Linked DNA regions of Zea mays: region 2 is linked to region 1. A link is a contact called in public Hi-C data. All regions are on one chromosome and are shown on one strand. The core of a region is the stretch at or near the end of the contact, and the rest is flanking DNA. Distances in the headings are between cores, read along the strand shown.

Region 1 (5,955 bases), core at 968-3,467:
AACATGCCTTTTGTTTAACCTGTGCAAGAAGTGATTCCAGCTGCTATCTGTAAGCATTCTAACTCCCAAGTATATCTAACCTACTATTGCCTAGTCACCTTAGTTCATGGTAGGTAGATATTTCATTGGTTTATCAGCAAAACATGATGGTGCTTGCTCTAGTAAATTGGTTTGTTATCCAAAATCTGAGCCTTGACTGATTGTTCTTGCTTTTCTTATGATATTTCATTTCAATCAATGGTATGTTTGCAATAGTGTGGTACTGTTTAAATCAATTTCAATCCTAAGTTTTTTGTTGTGTACACATGAGATATTGTGTTCATTCAGATTGACAATATGAATATCGGTTATAAATTAACATATCCTGTAGTGCACTCTCGTGATGCCAATGTACTCTTGGATACATAATTAAATATTGAGCAGTTAATTTAAAGGGAGTTTGTTTGGAAATTTTGTAATTTCAACCCTTATTCAATGTATGCATTGTTTCTCTTTTAGAGTTCCGCATTTCTGCTTCGTCTAAGCCTGTCAATTTGAAACTTCTGTTTATTTACTGCTGCAGTTGTGATGAGCGCATTCAGAAGATACAAAGTGTGAAAATGATGGAGGGGATTTTCATCTGTGCTGCACCGATGTGTCTCAAGTCATTCCTTAAGAAAGCAGATTTTGAGTTTCATGTTCCCGATGTCCATGCCAACCTCCTGCAAACTAATCTAGAGAAGGAAGAAGAACGCAATGAGCCAGATGCTCCTAACATCTCCCGTGCTTCTGCAGGGGATACACAAAGACAATCTCAAATGCCTGAAATGTCTACTGCACGGGCTCCTTCAAGGCCAGGTGTTTCACAAGATCGTGATGAACGCTCTCGCTACCACCAGTCCAGGGAGCAAACACCACTGAGGCCCCCAACCCTTTCAAAACCACCTTCATTCCATGGTCGGCATTCGTACCCACCAGGGGATACTCAGGCCGAGAACAATCCACCTCAAGGATTCGACCGGGCCTACAACTGGGCTTCTCAATCACGGCAAGAGAGCCCAGGTGCGGCGACTCCACTTCGCCAAGAATCTGACCAAAGTATTCAGGACAAGCAGCAATTGATGGCTAATGCACCTTTTATGTTTCCGCCGATTCCTCCTCACCAGGGAAACTTTATGATGCCTATGAATATGAATCAGCCTTTGATTCCTAATGCACCATTCAATTATCCTCTCCAGCAAGATGGAAACCCTCAGTACTTCTCTGCCCCTTTCCAGATGCAGCTACCAGATACTGGATCAGAACAAGGTTCCATGTCAAATGTCCAGCCTCCAGCTGGTCCTATGAGTTTCCCTGAGGGGCCTCAGCGCCCATGGGGTATGAGGCTGATGAGTAATCCATTTCAATCGATGGCCCTTGGTCAGGGAATGATTGATGGTGCGGGTGATCCTCAAGGTGGTGGTGGCCTTGCCTTCATGCAAGCTGGTTTTGGGGGCATGCCTGATGGCTCCATGAATACAGGCATGCCCGATAGAGGTGATGGAAGGGGTATTCTAGCACAGATGCATATGCAAATGCAGATGTCACTTCCCCCACCTCCGCCTACACAACCTCCTCCAGGTTCACAGCAAACGTTTAACAGGACTTGATATTTTTTTTTGTACGAATTGATGGCAACTCCCAGAATTGCATGTCAATTCATTGAGCAAATTGTAATTTTGTCGTTTTTGGCATGTAACCTGTGGACTAGATGGCTCAGTTCTGTTCCCTGGTTGGATAGGAGCCTGTATTATGCTATAACTCCTGTTTGAATGAAATGTTCCGAAATTTCGAAATTTTAGTTCGAGATGGTAGATTCTAGTATCAGTAAAATATGTTTTAAGAAAAAAACGATGCAGTAAGAAGTTTGAAACATGCGGCTTCAGTTAACGTGGCATTGTCGAACCCTGATAAATATATTGCTTGAGGTTCTTTTTTTTGTTGCAACATTCATGTCAGCGTATACAAGTGTGATTTTGGTTTAGCTCCATATATTGCAAATCACGTAGACCGTCATGTGCGAAGAAAATTTGTTCCATCTATAAATATCTAGCCTAACTTGAGTCTGTATGCAATGGATCAGGCTTATTGTTTGATTGGTTTCACTCTTGTACCAGACCTAGTATAGATTTTAACAAGGTGAATGGACCTCCTTTTTTTCACGGTCCATTTTTCATCCGAATGCCAACCTACATCTAAATCTTTTTTTTATACTGAAAAGGACAGCAGCACGGGTTGCAGCTCAACCAAATCAAACACACAAAGATGCAAGGCTCCGCCTTGGAGAACTTTGAGGATGCATTAGTCATCTATCTGACGGACACACAGCAAAATGAACGAAGATGGAAGTCCTAACAAGATAGGAACCCAAATCTAGGGGCGCGGCCAGCCATCTAGGTGACCACGCGGGGGGCGGCCAGACGGCCAAGCGGAGGCGGGCGGGGGTCAGCGGCCAGCTTCTACAGAGGAACGGCGAGGACGGAGCCAGGCAACGGCGCGACGCACGCAGGACGCGAGACCTCCGCCTCGTCGACCGCTTGTTCGGGCTTGTTCGGAGCTAGGCGAAGTCGAGCTCCTGTCTTGTTCATTGGAAGCTTTATTTAAGAGTGTTTCCAATGAGCTCGTGTTCCTTGGCCACCACGGCCGCGATGAGGCGGGGCCGGAGGGAGACGGGGCGAGCAAGTCGCGGCGGCAGCGAGGACTGAAGGCCGAGATCTGGGGCAGGGCAAGGAGAGGGCGAGGTGCGACAGGAGAGGTAGGGAGGAACCACTCACAACTCGATTGCATAAAAAACTCGGGTCCGGAAGCTGGTTCCTGTCTGACGACGCTGTACTCAAGCCACACGTCGTTCGAGCTGTGGCGGACTGCCCGTGAAGCGCGGGGAGAAGCTCAAACTCCACCGGGTTTTAATAAAAGGTAATTGGTTAGCTAGGTGAGAAAGAAGCCAACAGAATATTTCATATAGAAGTGATATCTGTTTTGTTCATAAAATATTATGAACACAAAAATGAAAATCGGTTTCTTAATTAAATCCATTAATCAAGAAACATAATAAGAAACCTAAATAAAATCATGTCTGTTTTTATGCCTAACCTGTTTGAGTTCATGTGACAAAAATGGTCGATGGTCCTTCCTCATCAATCCCCAGACAATCAATCGCATCCTTAGCATGAATCATTACTAGTTAGATACTTGTGCACTGCTACACTGCTACAGTTTCTATATATTACATGTTGTATGGATAGATTGTGTTTTAATAAAATATAAAATTATGTTTGGTTTGTTGGTTAGTTAGATGTGAATGTGGACCCAACAATCAAGATTTGAACCCTAATTATGCACAATTGTACCTTATTGGCAGTAAAATTCTAGACAAACACAACCCACAAAAGCAAAGCAATTGCTTAATAATAATAAATAATGTAATGACCGTGCATTTCTATGGTACACAACAACAACATTACACTTTATCTTAGTCAAAAGACCTATAAAAATATAAGTTAAAAGAAGCCCGACCCTTTTTTATGCCTCGTTTGGTCGCTCATCATTCTTTAGCTAACGAGGTGGTATTGTATGGGAGTGTTGCATTGCGTGCGACTTTCTGTTATGTTAGAGTTGGATGGTTTCTCACGGCTCATCTATGGAGTGATGACCCACTAACGGGGGCTTGTTTGGTTTTTACGGTCTACGGGTAACAACCCACTGGTAGGGGAGGGAATAGACTTACAAGTTTCACGTGTGACATAAGATGGGCGTTAAAACTGGTGCTTTATAGATAAAAACTAGCATATAGCTTGTACTAAGGCTACGATCCCATGAAGGGGAAGAGTCGACAGCGGCAGCGACGACGCGAGGGGAGGAGTTGATGACGGTGACAACAACGCGAGGGGAAGGGGGCGGGGGAGGAAGAGAGATGAGGAATGGTCCAAATAATAATATCCATTGTATTTGAGTGAGTAATGCAAAGAGAGAGTTATCCAACAATCTGAACCGTTAGTTTTAATGATATGCTAAATCTGGGTGTAACTTGTTTGGTGGATTTAGTTGAGATTATGAGTGTGGGTGTGGGGATGGTTTATTTGGGTGAGTTTTGTAAAGTTTAAACTGATGAATTATATAGTGGTATAGATAGAAGTAAAGAGGAGAAAAGAAAAGACTTGAAAAAAATTAAAAATATTAAAGCAAAGAAAACGGGGCAGTCCTTTCCTCGTGAGTCGTGATAGTGATATTGCACAGTTGCAGTGTTCATTTTAAGCATCGGATGTTGCAGTGTTGCTTGCCCTTTCTTTCTTGTTCCTCTTCCTCGTGCTGGGCCTTTGGTGGGCCGTCCGTGATCCCATCTGGGGTCTTTCAAACGGACGACAATTCCCTGAGGCCTCATCCCATATCCTAACCGATCTGTAGGAACAGCCACGGACTCTGAGTCTCTGACGCTGCCTTTTGCTCTCCCCTTCCACCCCGTCTGCCCGCGCGCGCTGTCTCGTGGCGACAACTGGGCGACCGCCGCCGCCGTCGCTGCCGCCGCTACGCCAAGAAGCTAGGTCTTCATCGGTCCCTTCGTCGAGATTTTCTCCGGAGACAAGCACCCAGCAGGTATGCGCCCTTCTTCTCGTCCCTCTGCTGTGCGAAACAGATCACCCGAACCCTAACTTAAGCTATTTGGATATCTGTAACCGGGTCTGATCTAATTACAAGTGTATACATGTACTATGCCTAGTTATTTCGATTCTTCTGCTAAATTTATTGGGCGTCAATTTGTAGTTTTGTACACCATGTTCTCCCATCAGTTTAGTGGGAGTAGAGAGGTTCTTTTTGTCCGTAGCGAGATTGGTTCCTTGAAGGCTTGGTGGTTCAGTTGAATTCTCATGAACTTAAATTAATCATGTGTACTACCCCTGCAAATGAGTTAGCGTGCAGTGTGCTCAGCTTGGTATCTTTCTTGTGCTATTGATTGAGCGTGACATGGGTGATGAAATCTGCGCTGTTAAAGAATTGATCTTGAATGCTATTGTGAGCTGAAAATGGGAAGCCCAACTGTATCTTTCCTGTGTTAGTAACGTATTCAAGTGGCCAAAATGACTTGCCTTATGTGGTGTTTTATTTATCCGCAGAATTACTGAGATTTTTTTTTGCACGTGCTCAAGTGCTCAAAATGACTTGTCTTATGTGATATTTTATTTGATTGCTTGCTATTTTCGAAAATTTGCTACTAGAGCTGCAGCAGGATCAGGATATGCACTTGGAAATTTGTTTCTTTATTTTTTCCTTATAGGTAACGCCCTGATGAGGTGTGATTTCCACGTCACTCGCCATTTTTCGATATGAAACCAAGTTATTGTAGACTGTAGAGGTTACGATACATAGGGGTGAAAACGGGTCGGGGGGTATACCTGTCGGGTACCGGATACGGATAGTGCAAATACCCGTATTTTCGGATACGGATTCGGGTATTTTTATATTCAGGACGGATACGGATAATACCCGGATACTGTAGCTTCGGATTCGGGTCGGATACGGAACGAAGACTACCCGGTAAATACCCGGATATTCAGGTCGGATACGAGTACCCGGAATTCAGGTACCCATTTTTTCTTTTTCTGCATAATAATATAGTTATAAAATCATAACTTTTACATATGAAATCGGATGAAGACAAAGTTCATATGAAAATTGTAGAGCTCGAAGATATCTATAACTTTGTAGTACATCATTTTTTTGTTTAAACATATATTTGGGCCAAAATCATTAAAATTATGTCCAAATTTATATCAAATTAATATACTTTATCATTTTTATGTGGGGGGATTAAGGTTATCTCCACGTGGGAACTTAAGATTATCTTTGTATAGACTATTTATTAGTATTGGTAACTTATTTGCAATTTTCGGTCGACGCTACGTTATTTGATGGATTTAATTGTATTTTGATGATTTTCTA
Region 2 (5,955 bases), core at 1,941-4,440, 880 kb after region 1:
GATGCCGTCTGGAAACATAGACGCCATGCGTCTGATCTTCGGAATGTTCTAGCTAGCAGGGGCCAATACTACAGTCCTGCTCTGCTCTGCTTCCAAAGCTGTAGAGGCTGGTGCCAACCTAATGTAAAGCTCCTTCATGAACACTTCCCGCTTTCTGGGCCTCCTGGAGTTCAGGAAAAATCATGCGCGTAGCAGTTTATTAGTCGCGAGCCGGCTTGTTTCTCCAAGCAGCAATGGGCTTTGGAATGTTGTCAAAACGAGGGATCGGGAGAGGAAGAGCAAAAGCATCTGTATTTATGCTCCACTTGCTCGCTGACCATATGGATGAACTGGTGTTGGTCTCTGGCTCCTGGAACTCCGGAGTGCTGGATGATTTCCTTACAGTTTGCAAACCATTGCCAAACAAAGGCTCCGCCATTGCAAAAAGATTCTGCTGGCTCTTGTTCATGTCTGGTCGATTGCTAGACTTTGGCCTCAGAGCCAAGCCTTTTCCAACGCTTGCCAGAAAGTCACCACCATTTTCCTCCCTCGGTAACAGCTCACCATCAGCTTTCTGGCGCCGTCTTATGAACCTTTCACTGTCACCGTTCTCATCAGTACCACCATCAAGAAAAGAACCTATCATCAAGCTTCTGTTTTTCCTATTCTGAAGAGGGAAGGGGTCGGAATTTGGTGGCTCCAGCCACGGCTCAACATCCAAAAAAGCAGATTTGCCTTTACTGTGAACTGCCATCTCAGTGCCCTCACTTGTTTGATCTCTCTTTGGAGGTGGTTCAAGGCCATAGTATCCCTGCAGAAGACTCATAGCTGGCGAAACTTTGGAATTTGGTGTTTTCAATATTGATTCCAAGATATCATCATGAATGCGACGTGGAGTACATTCCCTGAAACGATAATATCATTATGTCATGTAAAGTGTACCATAGAAATAGCAAAAATGGCCCTATCTGGAGAAGACTTTATACAATGTAATTAACTATAACTGTTGTGGAAAACCTTGACTCGACAAGATATAAAGAAGCACTTGCTGCAATAGTAACTAGAAAGGCTAAGATTTTGTGGTGCATAATGACTGAAAACACTGCCACTGTATTCACCCAAAATGTCTCACAAATGTCAAATGTCTGAAGTGCATCTAACTCTGTGAGATTATTTTAGATAGGTACAGATCATAAATGCTTCAATGCTTGAAGATTACCACAGGCACATAAGCAGAAGCCAAATAAGATGTATTTGCATAGTGGTTCACATGAACCGTTAGCTCCTATAGTGCTCTTCACATGTGACTTATGTCCATAGCTAATACTGCAGTCACGTGAAGACAGCTTAAAATAGCCAATATAAATATGATACACCGTCTCAGATATGCCACATGAACGTTCGTTCATACTGTCAGACCCAAAATATCAAGTTATATGCCCACTCAATTGATTAGCGGCATGTCACTAAAAGAAAATTGTGGCTACAGAAAGATCCAAGGACTTAAGATTCCTTCGGTTAAAGGGTGTAACGATTGCTGACAGCTCCAACACAAGGTTATTGTGCATATTTATTTTGTTAAAATCAATTTTTCCATAACAAATCAAATCAAACTTCAGTGTGTGGGGTTGGCAGGTAGCAAACAGGCCAAATCATCTGGATAGTACAGAATACCAAAACAACTCAAATAACTCTACAGGGACTGAAAAAACACTTCTAAAATATTAAATGTATACAAGGGAATAGCTGAAGAACAATTGCTGCTTGCATTGAACGCAGAAACAGGACACGACAAAAGCTAATTACTCTAGCTGCATGTTTAGATTGCAGCAAACATGGCAAGCCGTTTTTAAAATTTTATACATCTAGAGTAATGTATTACTACCACATCAATAATTCGAAACCTTTTGGGGCTTGCAAATATGGGAGGACTTCATAACTTATTTTCAGTTTAGCTTCTCTCTCCAATAACAGATCTCAAAGCAACCTCAATAATTGATGTGATAGGTGAACGTTCCCGTGATTGTAGACAGTTTTTTTTTTTTGCAACAACCATGCGGTTCAAACTTGAAATGGTAAGAAACATTTTGCATGAGACTATAAGGCTAAGCTCCCTTTTCGGTTGCTATTTCAAGTTGCATTACAGACTTCAGTTTGACGTCGCAATAGTTGAAGGCATGTATTCAGCAAAATTGCACTATTGTCCTAGCCTGACCTTGACCTTGACATGCATATCCTGATTGAACTTTCTATTGACTCTTAAATAACTAGTGGTTATCACTTCACACAAAAAAAATGCTTGATCAGAAACACACAACATGAGACACACTGGTAGCATGGTTATGTAGCATCATGCTGATGTACAGTACAATTTCAGTCTAGCTACCTGTCGTCACTCTCATATGAACCATTCTGCTGGTAAGACGACGGAGGGTGCCTCCCTGGGAGTGGAATCCGCAGTGTCTTGTGTGCAAACATCTGGAGATCAGTTGAGAGGCCGTTCAGCCTCTTAATGTCGGCTACCTACACAATCCGAGTACACCAACCATTCCAAAATCAGTTCACCAAAAATACAAAATAGAAAGGAGTTCCACGCAGAACAGCTACCAAGTTAAAGAATGGTGTTGTTGTATATACCATCTGATACTCCAACGTAATATTAAAACCAGAGACCCTACATAATACACAGCAGCACATCACTCCCGTCGCATTACCTCGACACCATACTTGATGGCGACGCCCGCTAGGGTGTCCAGCTTGCGCACCCGGTGTAGCATGTACTGCCCGCACGATGACATCGCCGCCGCCGGCGACGACGCCGACGGGGACGAGGACTGCGAGGGGGACTGTTCGACGGCTACGGTGGCCGCAGCGCCCACCTCCTCGATCTCGCCGAGGCCGCGGGCCCCGCCGTCCAAGGACCCATTGGTGCGCGGGAAGGCCGGGTCCTTGGGCAAATGGGGGCGGATCATGACATCCGGAAGCGCGGAGGGGGGAGATCTAAGCGCGGAGGGCGCAGATTCGGGGGCGGCGCCCCGTGGAATCGCCGTCGGTGCCGGCGGCTGGGGGTGCAGAATAGGAGATAGTGCGAGGAATCGACGAGGAGAGAGGAAGGGAAGGGTGGGAGGGGAGGGGAGGGGAGAGGGGAGCTCTCACAGGTTTGGTTCCTTTGACGCGGCTCGGGGAAGAAGGAAGAAGGGGACGCTAGAAACGTGGCGCACGGGAAGTACCATGCGCTTCGACGTTTTTAATTGCGTCGTCATAAATAAAATATTGAAAATGAATCTCGATTTCTATCTATTTGAAAAATGAAGGTTTTGCCCCATTGGTTTTGAAATGGTCTTTTTATCTTAAAGAAAACCACTGTACTACTAAACTGCACCGCAGCATTAGATAGTTTTTTTAAAAAAATAGTTATTATTTTGCATTTTTTGTTCTATTACGGTGAAGTTCCCCCTCTTTGTTCCAAACTACAAAAGTTTAGTGACTAAACTCACTTAGGACCTATTTGTTTCAGCTTATAGATTATATAATCTAGATTATAATCTAAATTATATAATCCAGATTATAATCTGGATATATTATAATCTATACGTAGTTGTTTGGTAGTTTAGATTATACAAATGTAGATTATTCACAAAGACAACAATACCCTTATTGTTTATTTGAGGTGAGAAAAGAAGGATGACATATATTGTGATTTCTATTTACATTACCATGGGTAGTGGGTCTTTTGCCAAAATAATCTCAAATAAGCTAGTCTTGAAAAGATTATGATAATCTGAAGTTTAGATTATATAATCTGAACTCATAATCTATGTGTTTGTTTAACTATTAGATTATTTGTGCTGGATTATATAATCTGGAGAGATTATAATCTGAAACAAACAGTGCCTTAGTCACTAAACTACAAATAGAGAGACTAAAGGCCTTCTAAAATTTAGTTCTTTAGTCACTAAAACAGTGAGTAAAGTAGCACTTTTACTGGATTTGCCCTTTCTTCACCCTCTCTCTCCTTACATTTTGCTTCTTGCCTTGAAGTAGGGGTAATACAGTCTTTGTGCATAGTAATTAATGATTTTAGTCACTTTTACGTGTGTACTTGAAATGAAACCACATTATGTCATATTGATCGATGTTCGTCAATATTAATAAAATAAAGCAAGTACTGGTCGCGCGGGCTAGCCCTACCACGCCAATCACCTAGCCGCTAATAAGGATTTAAATCTTGATTATTGGCTTCACATTCATATTCACCTAACCAATAACCACCTAACCAATAACCAATAGAACACACATTTTTGTCTTATTAAAATAAAGTCGACTTATATAGTAGAAACTGCAGCAATGCATGGCTGACTAGTAAAAATTTAAAATAGAGCGCTTGAGTAAGAAAAGGGCAATGTTAAACAAAACTTCTATATATTAATAGGATATTTGGTTTGAGCAATGCATGGCTGACTAGTAAAAATTTAAAATAGAGCGCTTGAGTAAGAAAAGGGCAATGTTAAACAAAACTTCTATATATTAATATGATATTTGGTTTGAGGAATGAACTAGTCCATCATCTTCTCACTTCTCACTATTTTTGTTTGGTTTATGGAATGAAATGAGTTTTCTCACTCCTCACTATTTTTGTTTGGTTTGTGGAATGGAATAAGTTGAACCATCACCACCTCATTCGTCATATTTAATTAGTTAGTACTAATATGAGGAATAGAGTCATCCCACCGAATTTAAGGAATGAACCTATGATGCACTAGCTCAATTTAAATGTAGTGATTCCTTAAACCAAACACCCCCTAACAATCTGTGTAACCGTGGTGGCTCTACGCCTCTGCTGCTGATTGCGACACATGTACAAGCATTATGGCCACAGCTTGATCACGCTGCACAAAACTCTTGCTCGTACTATTTCACATACATACTGACTCTCCATGTATAAAAATTATCAATATGTGCTCAAAATCCTAAACTATTTGCGACTGCATACATAACTTTACATCTTTGAGGTGCTTTAGTTCTACTTGCTATGAGAAACACAGAAACTGGCGGTGGACGAGCAGAGGAGAAACGTAATTAGTAAGTATGATGCGCCCGCGGCTCACCCATGTTGGCAGGATGATATTCCTCTTGCGACTGCGATCTCTTTTCCACCCTTGTGGCAAGCTATCAGAGTTGGGTGGAGATGCCACTGATTCATGCCAGGCGCCCTGTTCTCCACATCAGAATCTGTACTCGATGCCAGGCAACTCCGGTTGGCTCCAAACGCAGCTATGCTGAAATTATAATGGCCTGCTAAGAGGTGCAAGAAATCAAGTTATGTTTGATGCATTGTGAAGATGGTAGGCAGGTGTAACTTCAGAGTACAGCAAAAAGAACCAACGCATAGTAGCACACGACTACACGACCCCTGAACATAAACTGACCTAAAACCTTCAGGCATCAACTTTCTGGTCATGGATTGTGTGTCATGCAAGCATATTAGCTAGCAACACTACACATATGAGCAAAAATATTACTCCTTCAGTTTTAAATCATAAGACATTTTGTCTTTTCTACATAAGTAATTTTTGCGCTTAGATGTACATTATGTTTAGATACATATATAGTAAAAGCGATGTATGTAGAAAAGCCAAAACGTCTTATAATTTAAAACGAATGGAGTATAAAGCACGCAAAATGCAGAGTAGGAGCGGTTTCTGATCAGGAGTCTGAACACTAAATAACTACAAACTGCTCATCACCATATCGCACAGTTCCTTCTAGTGTTTGTTCACTTGAATGAATGACAAAAGTACAGTCTAACACATGAATACATGACTGTCGGAAAAGCTACTCGAGTATCGCATTGAATGATGTTAACGATATTCCCTCCATTCCAAATTATAAGACATTTTGGTTTTCTAGATACGTAGTTTTTATTATGTATGTAATGTCTGGATCTAAATACATAGTAGTTTTTGTTATGTATGT

The links. A called contact is a pair of places that touch in the nucleus more often than the background predicts.
Region 2: a Hi-C map of leaf shows a contact between it and region 1, with 10 times the contacts expected there. The contact joins the promoter of LOC100283704 here to the promoter of LOC103626142 in region 1. A contact is called at or near these places in 2 of 25 Hi-C or Micro-C datasets (ear and leaf).

What each region holds. Positions count from the first base shown.
Region 1 is chr5:26,807,341-26,813,295 of Zm-B73-REFERENCE-NAM-5.0, forward strand. It overlaps LOC103626142 (KH domain-containing protein HEN4), which reads left to right and starts at 2,218. Exons shown (of 8, transcript XM_035958980.1): 1 at 2,218-2,934. It overlaps LOC100274553, which reads left to right. Exons shown (of 3, transcript NM_001148908.2): 2 at 1-49; 3 at 563-1,831. The coding sequence ends at 1,628.
Region 2 is chr5:27,690,074-27,696,028 of Zm-B73-REFERENCE-NAM-5.0, forward strand. LOC100283704 (lysM domain containing protein) reads right to left here and starts at 3,191. Exons shown (of 3, transcript NM_001156603.2): 1 at 2,694-3,191; 2 at 2,366-2,502; 3 at 1-884. The coding sequence starts at 2,951. The coding sequence ends at 200. LOC100304395 reads right to left here. Exons shown (of 12, transcript NM_001165831.1): 12 at 4,849-5,274.